Regions from separate parts of the Callithrix jacchus genome. Here region 2 is linked to region 1. A link is a contact called in public Hi-C data. All regions are on one chromosome and are shown on one strand. Each heading gives the region's core, a stretch centred on a gene start, on an enhancer-like site or on the middle of the called end of the contact. The rest is flanking DNA. Distances are from core to core; before and after follow the strand shown.

Region 1 (6,722 bases), core at 1,572-4,071:
AGCCACAGTACCCAGCCACAAGCCTCAATTTCTTTACAGGTAAATGCAGACTAAACAAGATGTCCTAGACCCTTCTAGGTCTCTTCCAGCCCTAACATCCCCGTCCTGAGACCTCTCTCAAGCCACTAACATCCAGCAGTAAATCTCTCCCTTCCACAATGGATACTCCTTTGTCAAGGTCACTAGGGACTCCCTGGATTACTGCAATAGCCTCTCAACTGGTCTCCAATTCCACCTTTGCCCCACCTCACACAGTCTTACCCCAGCAACCAAACTGACCCTCCTCTGCTGAAAACCCTCTGTGGTTCTCCAATTTATTTCAAAGCCTTCCATGTCCTACAGCACCTTCCATCTGTGAGAGCTCTTCCCCTGTCTTACTCCACTCCAGCCACAGTGGCCTGCTTGCTGTTCCCGGAACGTGCTACCTATAGAACTGCCTCAGAGCCTTTGCTTCATCTGTCCCCTCTGCCTGGAACACCCTTCTCAGATTCCCACATGGCTAACTCCCCCACCCTCTCCAAGTTTTGCTCAAATGCCTCCTTCTTTATGAGGTCTACTTTGACCACCTATTTATTTTTATTACTTTAAAAATCAATTTGGCCGGGCGTGGTGGTTCATGCCTGTAATCCCAACACTTTGAGAGGCCAAGGCAGGTGGATTACAAGGTCAGGAGTTCGAGACTAGTGTGGCCAACACGGTGAAACCCCATCTCTACTAAAAATACAAAAATTAGCCGGGCATGGTGGCGTGTACCTATGGTCCCAACTACTTGGGAGGCTGAGGCAGGAGAATCACTTGAACCCAGAAGGCAGAGGTTGTGGTGAGCAAAGATCGCACCACTGCAATCCAGCCTGGGCAACAGAGTGAGATTCCATCTCAAAAAAAAATTAATTAAAAAAAAAAAATTTAGTGCTCGCTTCGGCAGCACATATACTAAAACTGGAACGATACAGAGAAGATTAGTGCAAGGATGACACGCATATTCATGAAGCATTGCACAATAAAAATAATAATAATTGGGCCAGGTGCGGTGGCTCATGCTTGTAATCCCAGCACTTTGGGAGACCAAGGCAGGTGGATCACGAGGTCAACAGATCGAGACCATCCTGGTCAACATGGTGAAACCCCGTCTCTACTAAAAATACAAAAAAAATTAGCTGGGCACGGTGGCGCGTGCCTGTAATCCCAGCTACTCAGGAGGCTGAGGCAGGAGAATTGCCTGAACCCAGGAGGCGGAGGTTGCGGTGAGCCGAGATCGTGCCATTGGACTCCAACCTGGGTAACAAGAACAAAACTCCGTCTCAAAATAATAATAATAATAATAATTTAAAAACATTTTAAAGACAGGGTCTTGCTACAGTATCCAGGGTGGAGTGTAGTGGCTGTTCACAGGTGCAATCTGTGAACACATCACTACAGCCTCAGCTTCTCAAGTAGCTGGAACTACAGGCAAAAGCCTGTGCCCGGCATAAAATGTGTGTGGAGAGCCTGTTACCTGGTGTAATCTGTATTGTCTAATTGACAAATTCCAGTTGTATATACTTATGGGATACCAAGTAATGTTATGATTTATCAATACAACTTGGAATAATTTTTTTTTTTTTGAGACAGAGCAGCCCAGGCTGGAGCGCAGTGGCTCAGTCTCTGCTCACTGCAACATGTACTTCCCAGCTTCAAGCAATTCTCTTACCTCAGCCTCCTGAGTAGCTGGGATTACAGGCACACACCACCACATTCAGCTAATTTTTTTTGTATTTTTAGTAGAGACGAGGTTTCACCATGTTGGTCAGGCTTGTAAACTTCTGACCTTAAGTGATCTTCCCACTTTGGCCTCCCAAAGTACAGGCATGAGCCACCGCACCTGGCCTGACCACCTATTTATTTATTTATTTATTTTGATATGTTTCGCTCTTGTTGCCCAGGCTGGAGTGCAATGGTGCAATCTCAGCTCACCAAAACCTCTGCCTTCCGTGTTCAAGCGATTCTCCTGCCTCAGCCTCCTGAGTAACTGGGATTACAGGCATGTGCCACCACATCTGGCTTTTTTTCTTTTTTTTGTATTTTTAGTAAAAACGGGGTTTCTCCAAGTTGGGCAGTCTGGGCTCGAACTCCTGACCTCAGGTGATCCACCGGCCTCGGCCTCCTAATACTGAAACTTGCAACCTCTTTACCCTGCTCTACTTCTTATTTCCATACTACTATCACCTTCTAGCATTCTATATGATTTTCTTATTATTCCTCTAGTTTCTCATCTGTCCCCTAAATAAGCTCCAGATCAGGAATCTGTTCTATTGTAGCCTTAGTACCTCGCACCTAGTAGGTGCCCAATAAGTAGCTGTGAGTGAATAACAGTCGTTCTAGCTCTTCCATCCCAGGTTCTAAAAAAATTTCTGGTTCTAACAACCCGGATCCTAATGTAAGCCGGTTCTAACATCTCAAGTCTTGGGGCCCTTCCGCCCTAGCAAAGTCTCCCACTTCTCCCCCCGGATTCCACGCCCCACTCACGCCCAGCCCTGGCCCAGACCACGGCCGGCCAGCATCACGCCGCGGATGCTTGGATCCGAGCGCAGGAAGAGCCCCACGTTGCCCAGCAGGTTGAGCATCTGGAAGGCGGCCAGCGCCAGCTGAAAGGCCCGAGCCAGGGGTCCCAGCGGGGGCGGCCCGGGACCGACCACCAGCACGTAAGCCAGCTCCAGGCCCACGGCCGTGGCCCACAGCGCGGTGAGCATGAGAGGCAGCCGCGCGGGCGCCCCATCCGCGCCCTCAGCCGCCCAGGGCTGCCCCATGGCCTGGACACCCCAGCAATCGCAGCTAGAGGACTCGGCCGCTTCCGTATTGGGGCGGGAATAACGGCAGACGGACGTCTGCTACGGCCAATAAAAGCTCCGAAGGAGTGCGGCGAGCGCTTAATCTCTCAGGGAGCGGCCGACCGACGGGGCGAGTTGATTGGACCGACGGACCAGCAGGAGGCGCTCGGGAAATCCGCAGCACTGGATCACGGAGGACGCCGCGGAGTGATCGGCCCGCCCACCCTGGGAGGCCCCGCCCTCCCCGCCGGAGCCCCGCCCGCTGCCCAGGCGCGCCCGGGGGATTGAGTTGCAGCCTGGGCGGCGTCGGTCGGGATTTCCCGGCTCAGCAAATTCTCCCCTACTCCCCCCAGCCGCCCCGATATTAATAGCCCTGCCGCGGCCCATCCAGCTGGCTCAGAGCCGTTCCCCATGCCCGGTGTCTCCCTTCATCACCCCAGAAAACATGCAAAACAGCTCGGCGCCTTCGTGTTCCTGACTGTGAAATGGGGATAGGGCTCCGTGTCCCACCAGCTAGGGGCTGGAAGAGGCTGGCGAGGAGCGCCGGAGGGCAGCCGCTAGGGCGGCCCACGGTCACTATTATTATCGGCCTGTCCATTGTGGAGAGGAGGAAACAGAGAGGTCCCGTGGATTTCCCAAGGTCACACAGCACCCCCGCAGCGGAGCGGGAACGCAAACCCAGGATCTCCGCCGCGAGATCCATCCCGGCGCCCCCCACCTCCGCAGTCCCTAGCCCCAGGACAACCCCTTGCCAGGTCCAGTCCAAGCTCCTTCGCCCCATCTGGCCCCTCCCTCCTCCCCCATATTTAGTGCGAATTCGATCCGGGGCTGGGTTGGGCCCTACTTAACGGGGCCCGGGTGTCCGAGAGCGCGCGGAGCGGAGCGAAGCCAGGAGCCCGAGCAAGATGATGATGGTTATACAGCCCGAGGGTCTGGGGGCCGGGGAGGGGCCCTTCGCGGGCGGCGGCGGGGGCGGCGAGTACATGGAACAGGAGGAGGACTGGGACCGCGACCTGCTGCTGGACCCGGCCTGGGAGAAGCAGCAGCGGAAAGTGAGTGTTCGCCCATTTCCCGACAGCAAAACCGAGGCCTGAGAGGCCGGGCGGTTTGTCCTGGGCATCTCAGCAGGGCAGGGGGGCAGAGGCTGTCTTTAACCTAGAGTGCCAGTCCCCAGCCCAGGCCCTGCCCATCAGCTGTCTGCTGTCCCCAGGGCTGGCGGAGAGGACTGGGAACCCTCAAGAGGGGTTTAGAATGACAAGAGAGTTTCTGGGGTCCCCACCCCGCAGGGTTCATTCCCCTGGGCCCACTGCCCCACTTCTGCTGGTCAAAACAGGTTGGGCAAAGTCCAGGAGATCCAAGTTTAGGGGTTCAGGAAGGAGAATCTCCCACCACTCTCTAGTTAAATATTCCCAGGCCCCACCCTGAGGGCTTGCAGCCAAGCAGCTAGTGGACTTGGGAGTGTGGTAGGGTGAGGAGGGTCCTCTCAGACCCCACCCCATCTCCAGGGTGGGGTTCATAGTCGCTGTATCTTATGTAACGATTGAAGAAGCTGAAGCCCAGAAAGGAGAAGAGACAGGCCTCAAATCACAGACTGTCAGACTTCAGGGCCCCCTAACCTGAGGATCTTTATCCCTTGCCCCACCCCCATTCTTTCCCAAGATACCCCAGAGGCCCTGAGTCTGCTGAAAAGACCACAGGTCAGGGAGGGGAGACCTGGGTCCCCTTACGCAGTAACCTGACTCTCTGGCCAGATGGACACGTAGTGCTGAGGCAGCACCTCAGGGGCCCAGCCCGTTGGGCACTCAGGGCCCCTCCCTCCCTGAGCTATTTTCACTTCCAGACTTTCCCAAGTGGAGGGGGCAGGACACCTGGGTTCCCAAAGAGAAAATGATCCAGGCCAGAGGGAGAAAAATTTGGGGAGTGGCAGGCCAGGGGTAACTAGGAGAAAACCATGAGCCATTGGACCCTGCTCAGCATGTGCCAACACTGTATGACTCCAGGAAAGGGAAGGGTACCAGGGCATTCAGTGGAATTTGCAGGACCTGAGAATCCTAGAATTTAGAATCAGAACACTTCCGCTGGGTTAGATAGCAGGAGATGACGCTGACTCAGCTGGGGTTCCCCAGGTGACAGACCTCCCGTTAGGCTCCCCTGCACCTGTCTCCAGCCTGGCTGCAGTCCCAGGTTCAGCAATTTCCTGGTGATGTCATCCCTGTCCTTGGCTCCAGCTGCCACCTGTTCTGCAACATCCATCCCTAACCCCTCCCACCCGGGCCTCTCCTGGATCCAGGTCTTCATGCCCCTCATATGACACATACCAGTCTGTAACTTGCCTTTGTCACCTAACAAAATATCAGAAACATCTGTTCATCGCAACTTGCAGTCACCATCTCATCCATTCATTCAACAGCTGCGCAGCATAGAGGCTCTGAAAATCAATCAGCATCCCCTGTAGTGGCTCACGTCTTTCTCGTCCAGCGTTGTTTATTGCAAGGTGGAAATAAACATCCTTGCGCTCTGCTTTAGCCCTGCCCTCTCCCTGTTCCTCTATGCTCCCCTTCTCCCCAGTGACTCCTCCATCCAAGGGCTTCCTTCACACGGTCTTGGAGCAGCATGCCCACTTCCTCCCACCTGATGACTTACTATGTGCCAGCACCGTTTTAGGTGCTGGGATTCGGCAGCAGACAAAATAAAGCCCCTGTCGCAGGGAGCTGACATTCCATCATTTCCGTCTCATCCACCCGATCCTGCCTTGTCCCCATCACTGACACCCTTCCTCTCTTGCCCTGGTCCCAGTTACTGCCTCCTAACTTCTCCCCTCTGCTGCGCCAAGCCATTTAGCTCCATTCTGCAGCCAGCATGGACAGTTCTGCCCACCTCCCTCTTGCCTGAGGCTTCCCTGACTCCCTGTTGCCCTCAAGATCAAATTTAATCTCCCCGGCTTAGCACCCAAGATGATGCATGACCTGGCCCCTGCTGCCCCTCCGGCCCGCCTGTTACCACTTATGCCCCAACACCCCCAGCTCTATTCCAGCAGTGCCCAGATCCTTGTAGTCTGACAAATGTAGCAACTGTTTCTCTCAGCCACCAAGCACTTGCCCGCAAGGCTGCCCCTGCCTGAAATGCCCTTGCCTGCCCTTCCCTGCCTGAATAATTCCTGCCCATCGCAGTCTGATCAAATGCTGGCCTTCCCAAGAGGCCCGCACCCTGATCTGCAGCGTCCCTCCCATAAACTCCTCAGCAACTTCTTCCAGCACTTCTCAGATCAACATGACTCTTGTATAGACTATGAGCTCCCTTAGGGCAGGAACCACATCTCATTCAGAGTCATGTTTGGCACCATCCAGACCTGCCTGCCCCCCTGCCTTTTCCAGACTCAAAGCATCTCAGACTCCAGGGTTGGAGGGAACTGTGGGAAATCCAGTTGCCCTATTCAGTGCTTGGGTTCCCATCAAGTTGTACTCAGTGCCTACTTTAATTACACAAATGGGGAGACCAATCCCCAAAGAGGGAAAGGGGCTGACCCTAGATCACAGAGAGTGAGTGGCTCAGCTGGACTTGGAGCCCACCCTGACTCTACCAAGGAGTCTCTGGAAACACAGAATTCAGAACCCGAAGGGCAGCAGGTTGGCAGAAACTTGAGTACCAAGTGCCATGTCACCCCTATCCCCAACAGACGCACAGCCCTGTACCATCCCTCTCTTCTCAGATGGAGCCTGAGCCTGAGCCTGAGCCTGAGGCTGACTCTTGGTGAAGGGATGGGCGGTCACCCCGGGAAATGAGTTCAGACCAGGCATGGTAGCTCATGCCTGTAATCCCAACAGTTTGGGAAGCCAAGACAGGAGGATCACTTGAGCCCAGAAGCTTGAGACAAGCCTGGACAACATTTGTTGTTTTTGTCTCTAAAAAAACAAA
Region 2 (6,867 bases), core at 337-2,836, 140 kb after region 1:
AAGCATTTAAACCCTCAAATATAAGGCCTCCTGATCATAACCAAAGAAGCAGGTAACCCATGGACCTTGATCTTTCCTTCTCTCATAAGGTACTACCTCCCCAGGCAGATTACACTTCCAACAGCACTCAAATGAATGCAAGAATCCCGCAGGATAAAGTAACCTACAATTTGTGTTCCTATGTCTTAGCAAACCTAAAATCGCGAAGCGTTTGCTTCCCCAGGAGTAAATTATGCTGAACAGAGGTAAACATCATCTGTTATTTCCAGCTAAAACATAATGGAAGAAACCACCCTGACACTCCCATAGTCTTGTGTTCTTGCCTGTCTCAAGCTATACCCACACGGCTCTACTACCCAGGCCCCAGAGCAATTCACCTTGAAACTCTGTGTTGTCAAGGCCCCTGATGGCCTCCACTGCATCCTCTGCCCGCTCCATGTGTACGAAGGCATAATCTTTCACGATGTCACATTCGATGACCGGACCATACTCCTCAAACTTGGCTCGAAGCTCTTGGTTGGTACAAGTGGGGCTGATGTTACCCACGTGTAACTTGGTTGAAGCTTTGCTCTTATTCTTGCTGGCTTCCACGTTGATGTTCACCCCATGAAGCTTGTAATGGTGCAGGTTGCGTATGGCATCCTCGGCTGCTGTCTTGTCTTCTATGTGCACAAAGCCGTAATTCTTAATGATGTCACATTCCAGCACCTTCCCATACTGCTCGAAAAGAGAGCGGATCTCCTGCTCTGTGGCCTCCCGGGGCAGGTTTCCGATGAACAGCTTCACCATCCTGACAAGAGCCTGGGAGAGAAAAACAAGATTTCAAAAATCAGGGGTGTGGTGGGAAATTTCGGTGCAGTGCAGCATTTTCGTCTAATCCTCCAAAGTTCCGGCACCTTCAAGACCCTCACATAGACATTCGCTATTCTTCCTCAATAGAGGAAGGGCGGTTTGTTCTTGAGGAGTGCGCGCTATGTGTGACATGCAAACAGCCGGTCAAGGGTCAGCGTGCACAGGGCAGTCTATCATCTCCGTGAAATGGAGCGTAAATACCAGAATTAGCTGTTCCATGTCTTAAAATGAGGAAAGAGAAACGCCCAAGCAAAAGCAAGGAACAGTTATCGCAGTGAGCCTGCTAATAAGGTTTTGGAGGGAAATCTTCGTACCTCTCCTACGTGCGCTAGCACCTTTCAAGATACCCTAAAAAGAAAGAAGTCCCCTTTCCCCCAAACCGGGACTAACTACCCGCCCCCCAGCGGCCCAACCTCCAGCTCCTTCGCCCCAACAAAGACTCGACCCGACCCCTGCCCCGCCTCCTTCCGGAGACCCGGCCCCGCCTCCTCCCGTTGTCGTCCAGGACTTCCCGCAGCAAAACGTGAAACCCAAATCCGGACCATACTGTCTCCCGGAGGTCTGGCCCAGCCCGTCCCCAGGCTCTCCACATCGCACACACAAGAACCTCTCGCACCTCCGGGTGGCGGCGGCGGCGGCGGCGGCGGCGGCTCCCGCGTCAAAGCTAACCCTATAAAATGGCGACGGCCGCTCGAGCCTCGACGCTACCGGGCCCTTTCTCGCGCGCCAGCTCACGCACGCGCAAGTGCGCACTGCTTCCTTCCGCTTCACCTCGCGGGACCCAAGTGGCCAATCCTGAAGCTGAATACAAATGACCACGCAGCACGGGGGCGGGGCCCGCTGGAGGCGTTGCGGCTCCGTGGAGGTCAGCCCGCCCTCAGCCCCAGCCAGCCAATCACTACCCTGGAAGTGGTCGCCACTCCTGCCGTCAGAAGAGCTCTGGACGCCACCACTGCCTAGAGAAGTGGAGGCCCTAGGGAGTCACTCGCCATCACAATGGGTCGCGTTATTGGGCTCTGTGAGGGGGCGGGGTGCTGATGACAAAGGGTAATCTCTCCGAGTGCCCTAAAAAGGGGCTTTCGTAACGGGCTTTCCGGCCTTTGTGCAGCTTGGGGCAACATTTCAGAAACAACAGGCGCGCCACATTTTAAGCAAAACTAGTCATTGTTTTGTAGAGCTTTAAACATTAAAGTTTTTATTGCAGACGTGTTATTTAGGTACGGAAACTGAGAACCAAGGGACAGAAAGATAACCTGGCATTGCTACCCAGGCTACGCTTAGCCATGTTTTGTTTGCTCATGAGTATCCGTGGGCTGGTTCTCTCTCTCATTGTGTGTCCGTCACAGTCCTGGCCTGTGGTGAGCACAATAGAGGAATATTTGGTGGAGAGGCCCAGTGAGGTCCCAGTTTTGGGGTGGGACAGGGTCTCCTCGTCCACGCCAAGCTGGAAATGTATGTAACTGTGAGTTTCCCGACATACTCGAGCATTCAAAATTCACCTGTGGTCCAAGGGCACCTCCTGGCGGTAAAAAGAAGTTTAGACCGGCCGGGTGCAGTGGTCCGCGACTGTAACCCCAGCGCTTTGGGAGGCGGAGGCGGGCGGATCACGAGGTCAGGAGTTCAAGACCAGCTTGGCCAGTATGGTGACCCACCCCCCGCCCCCGCGTCGCTACTAAAAATACAAAAATTAGTTGGGCGTGGTGGCGCGCGCCTGTAATCTCAGCTACTTGGGAGTCTGAGGCAGGAGAATCGTTGGAACCTGGGAGGCGGAAGTTGCAGTGAGCCGAGATCGTGCCACTGCACACCAGCCTGCGTCACAGAGCGAGACTCGGTATCAAAAAAATAAAAAGTCAGGCGGATTCCCCACTGTCACCCTCCAACAAAGCATAGCAGTTTATGGAGATTGATGAATTGGGTTTATCTCCTAGTAGAGCCTGCCAGAGAGATTGTCAGTCACCATTCCCCATTGTAGTGGCTCCATAACGGTTTCTCTGATATTATCAGGCACACATTCCCCAGGCTGCCTGCTTCCACCCCAGCTACTTGAATATGTTCTTTCCCTGAGTTTTTTGTTTCTCAGCCATTTCAGAAAAGGCACTGTCCTTCCAATTTTATTTTTATTTTTTAAAAGACAGAGTCTTGCTGTGTCACCCAGGCTGGAGGGCAGTGGGGAGATCTCAGTTTACGGTAATGGGCGCTTCCCAGGTTCAAACCATTTTCCTGACTCAGCCTCCCAAGTAGCTGGGACTACAGGCATGCACCACCACATCTGGCTAATTTTTGTATTTTTAGTAGAGACGGGGTTCCACCATGTTGGCCAGGCTGGTGTTGAACTCCTGACCTCAAGTGATCCACCTACCTTGGCATCTCACACTGCTGGGATTACAGGTGTAAGCCACTGTGCCTGGCCCTTAACTATTATTTTTGAGTCAGTGTGTCACTTTGTCACCCAGGTTGGAGTGCAGTAACACCATTATGGCTCACTGTAGCCTCGACTTCCTGGGCACAAGTAATCCTTTCACCGCAGCCTCTGGAGCAGCTGGGACCACAGGCATGGGCCACCACATCCAGCTAATTTTTAAAAAATTTTTGTAGAGATTTTTTGGGGGTGTCTCATTATGTTGCCAGACTGGTCTCAAACTTCTGGGCTCAAGATGTTTCCACTTTAGCCTCACAAAATGCTGGGATTACAGGTGTGAGCCACTGCACCTGGCTTATGTGCTTCTAATTTAAAATAGCACTATCCTATGTTAATATCATCTAATGTTCATGCTCAGAATTCTCCTGGATTGTTACAAATGTCTTTTTACAGTTGATTTCTTCTAATCTCGACTTAAACGTGGTACATTTGCATAAATTATGTAAATAGTGTTTTTTGAGTTGTACAGCTCATTGTGCCTTACTGTTTTTTTACTAAGGGCTGTGTTGCTTCATGATAGCTAACTAGTGAGTAACGCAGTACTCCGTGGTGTACAATCATATATTATACTTTTTTTTTTTTTTTTGAGACAGAGTTCGCTCTTGTTACCCAGGCTGGAGTGCAATGGTGTGATCTCGGCTCACTGCAACCTCTGCCTCCTGGGTTCAGGCAATTCTCCTGCCTCAGCCTCCTGAGTAGCTGGGACTACAGGCACGCACCACCATGCCCATCTAATTTTTTGTATTGTTAGTAGAGACGGGGTTTCACCATGTTGACCAGGATGGTCTCGATCTCTTGACCTCGTGATCCACCCGTCTCAGCCTCCCAAAGTGGTGCTGGGATTGCTTACAGGCGTGAGCCACCACACCTGACCTTTTTTTTAGAAAAGGTCTTGCACTGTCATGCAGGCTGGAGTGCAGTGGCACAATCAGCTTACTGCAGCCTTCAGCTCCTGGGTCCAAATGATCCTCCTGCTTCAGGATGCTGAAGCCCACAGCCCTCAGCCTCCCAAGTAGCTAGGATTATATGCCCAGCTAATTTTTTTGTTTTTGGTAGAGACGAGGTCTCACGATGCTGCCTGGGCTAGTCATACACCTGGCCCCAAGTGATCCTCCCACTTCCAGTATACTAGGGTTACAGGTGGCCTCTTGAATTTTCAAGTTTGTGCTTCTGTAAATTTCCTGTTCATATCTTTTGCCCATTGTTGTTTTCAGGTTGCAGGATCCTTTTTGTTGTTGATTTTTAGGGCTTTTTTTGTATATGCTAGATGTTAATCTCTTACTGGTCTCAAATATCATATCTCATTCCACTAATTATTAACTTTATCCATGGTGTCCCTCATTGAACAGAAATCCTTTTTTTTTTAGGCAATGAAATTAATTTCTATCTTAAAGCTGTGCTTTTGTTTTTTTTTTTAATAGCCTGTTGCCCAGGCAGGAGTGCAGTGGGGTGTGATCATGGCTCAGTGCGGCCTCGACTTCTGGGGCTCAAGCAATCCTTCCTCCTCAGCCTCCCAAGTAGCTGGGACTACAGGTGGGTTCCACTATGCCCAGCTAATTTAAAAAATTTATCTCTGTAGAAATGGGGTTTTGCTGTGTTGCTTAGGCTGGTCTTGAATTTCTGAGCTTGTGATCCTCCATCTTACCTCCCAAAGTGCTGGGATTACAGGTATGGGCCACTGTACCTGGCTTGCTTTTGAACTTTTGTGTAAGATGTTCTTTTGTAGACCCTGCTGGTCACAAGATATTATCCAACATTTTATTCTATTATGTTTTTGGGACAGAGTTTCACTGTTGTCACCTAGGCTGGAGTACAGTGGCGTGATCTCAGCTCACTGCAACCTCTACCTCCCAGGTTCAAATGATTCTCCTGCCTCAGCCTTCTGAGTAGCTGGGATTACAGGTATGTGCCACCATGCCTGGCTAATTTTTGGATTCTTAGTAGAGACGGGATTTCACCATGTTGGCTAGGCTGGTCTCGAACTCCTGACCTCAGGTGATCTGCCTGCCTTGGCCTCCCAAAGTGCTGGGACCACAGGCATTAGCCACCTAGCCCAGCCTATTATGTTTTTTACCTTTTGCATTTAGATCTGGAGCTCATTTAGAGCGGTGCTGTCCAATACAAATACAATGTAAGCTACATATGTAATTTAAACACTTCCAGCAAGCACATGAAAAAAAGGAAACAAAATAATTGAAATTCACTTTAATGATACTTTTGAAACCCAATTTGTCTAAAATATTATTTCGACACATAATAGAAACATTGAGATATTTAAAGTTGTCCTCTTCCATGCTTGACACCCGGTGTTTTACAGTCATGGCACGCTTGGTTTGGCTACATCTCAGTAGCCACTCATGGCTGGTGGCTGCGGCTTTGGACAGCAGAGACCTAAAGTCCACTCTTGTAGGTAATGTTAAGTAAGAATGCAAATATATTTTTCTCTACATAATTTTTTTTTTTTTTGAGACAGGGTCTCGCTTTATTGCCCAAGCTAGAGTGCGGTGGCATGATCTTGGCTCACTGTAACCTCTGTTTCCCAGGTTCAAGCAGTTCTCCTGCCTCAGCCTCACAAGTAGCTGGGACTACAGGCATGTGCTGCCTTGCTTGGCTCCTTTTTGTAGAGATGGGGTTTCACCGTGTTGCCCAGGCTGGTCTTGAACTCATGAGCTCAAGTGACCCACTCACCTCAGCTTCCCAAAGTCCTGGGATTACAGGTATGAGCCTCCATGCCCGGCCATCTCTCTCCATTGATTTGTGGTGCCCGCATTCATTGTGTTTGTGTGTCTAACTTGTCTCATATCCCTCACCGCCCCATTCCATCCTGTTCTTTTCTGGAGCTTTTTCTTTTTTTCCTTTCTGCTCACAACTGAAGGTGTTTTCTGACTTGCTTCCTGACCCTATGCTTACCTTCTAGGTTCTGTCCTTAAGGAATCGTGCTGTTAAGAGCTTCAGCTGCCTCGCGTGTGCAGAAGCTGCTTGGAGCCTTCAGTCTCACCTCTGTTCACAATGCCTGCCTTCTGCGAGACTGCTTCAACTGGCTGCCCTCTTTACACTTACATGTCATGTTAAAATGAGCATTTCTCCATTAATTTCTCCATATACATTTCTTTCTAACATTTCCAATTATTGTTTCCCTTCAACCTCAGGCTTGCCACCTGTGAGTGCAAATACCTAGATTGCCCAGCACCCGCCCCAAGGTCTGACTGTCTCTTCAAACTGGGGATTTTACAGGTGTACATGAAGAGAAGGCGCCTGTGTAGTGCTGATGGATTGTTCCACTTATCCCCACAACAGACTGTCCTGTACATGTATCCACCTGTTGGTTGTGGAGCAGTAAACCTACCCATAGTAAGGGGAGATGACCCTGCAGGCGTGCTGGTCTACTGATGTCCAGTTTGGAGCCCACTCTGCGTTGTGCTGTGTAGTTCTGGGCATGCACACCCCCAACTCTTTGTCATGACTGATGATAGGCCGGCGGTCAATGACACTAAAGATGGGGCTGCTTTCCTGGCAAAACGGTTGTCTGTGTGTAGAGGAAACCATGGAAGAACACAACTTTTCCCTGCAGGAGGCCACCAAGGATCGGTCACTTC

Evidence for each region. Hi-C and Micro-C count contacts between places; a contact is called where the count stands out from the background.
Region 2: a Hi-C map of skeletal muscle shows a contact between it and region 1, with 4 times the contacts expected there. The contact joins the promoter of RBM4B here to the promoter of ZDHHC24 in region 1. A contact is called at or near these places in 2 of 3 Hi-C or Micro-C datasets (induced pluripotent stem cells and skeletal muscle).

The regions. Positions count from the first base shown.
Region 1 is chr10:123,617,004-123,623,725 of calJac240_pri, forward strand. ZDHHC24 (zDHHC palmitoyltransferase 24) reads right to left here and starts at 2,822. Exons shown (of 3, transcript XM_009008527.5): 1 at 2,506-2,822. The coding sequence starts at 2,786. It overlaps ACTN3 (actinin alpha 3), which reads left to right and starts at 3,680. Exons shown (of 20, transcript XM_078341468.1): 1 at 3,680-3,859. The coding sequence starts at 3,713. It also overlaps the pseudogene LOC118145936.
Region 2 is chr10:123,757,097-123,763,963 of calJac240_pri, forward strand. It overlaps RBM4B (RNA binding motif protein 4B), which reads right to left and starts at 1,587. Exons shown (of 5, transcript XR_013523516.1): 1 at 1,469-1,587; 2 at 378-801. It overlaps RBM4 (RNA binding motif protein 4), which reads left to right. Exons shown (of 5, transcript XR_013523512.1): 2 at 4,693-4,804; 3 at 5,055-5,173; 4 at 5,815-5,988; 5 at 6,189-6,867.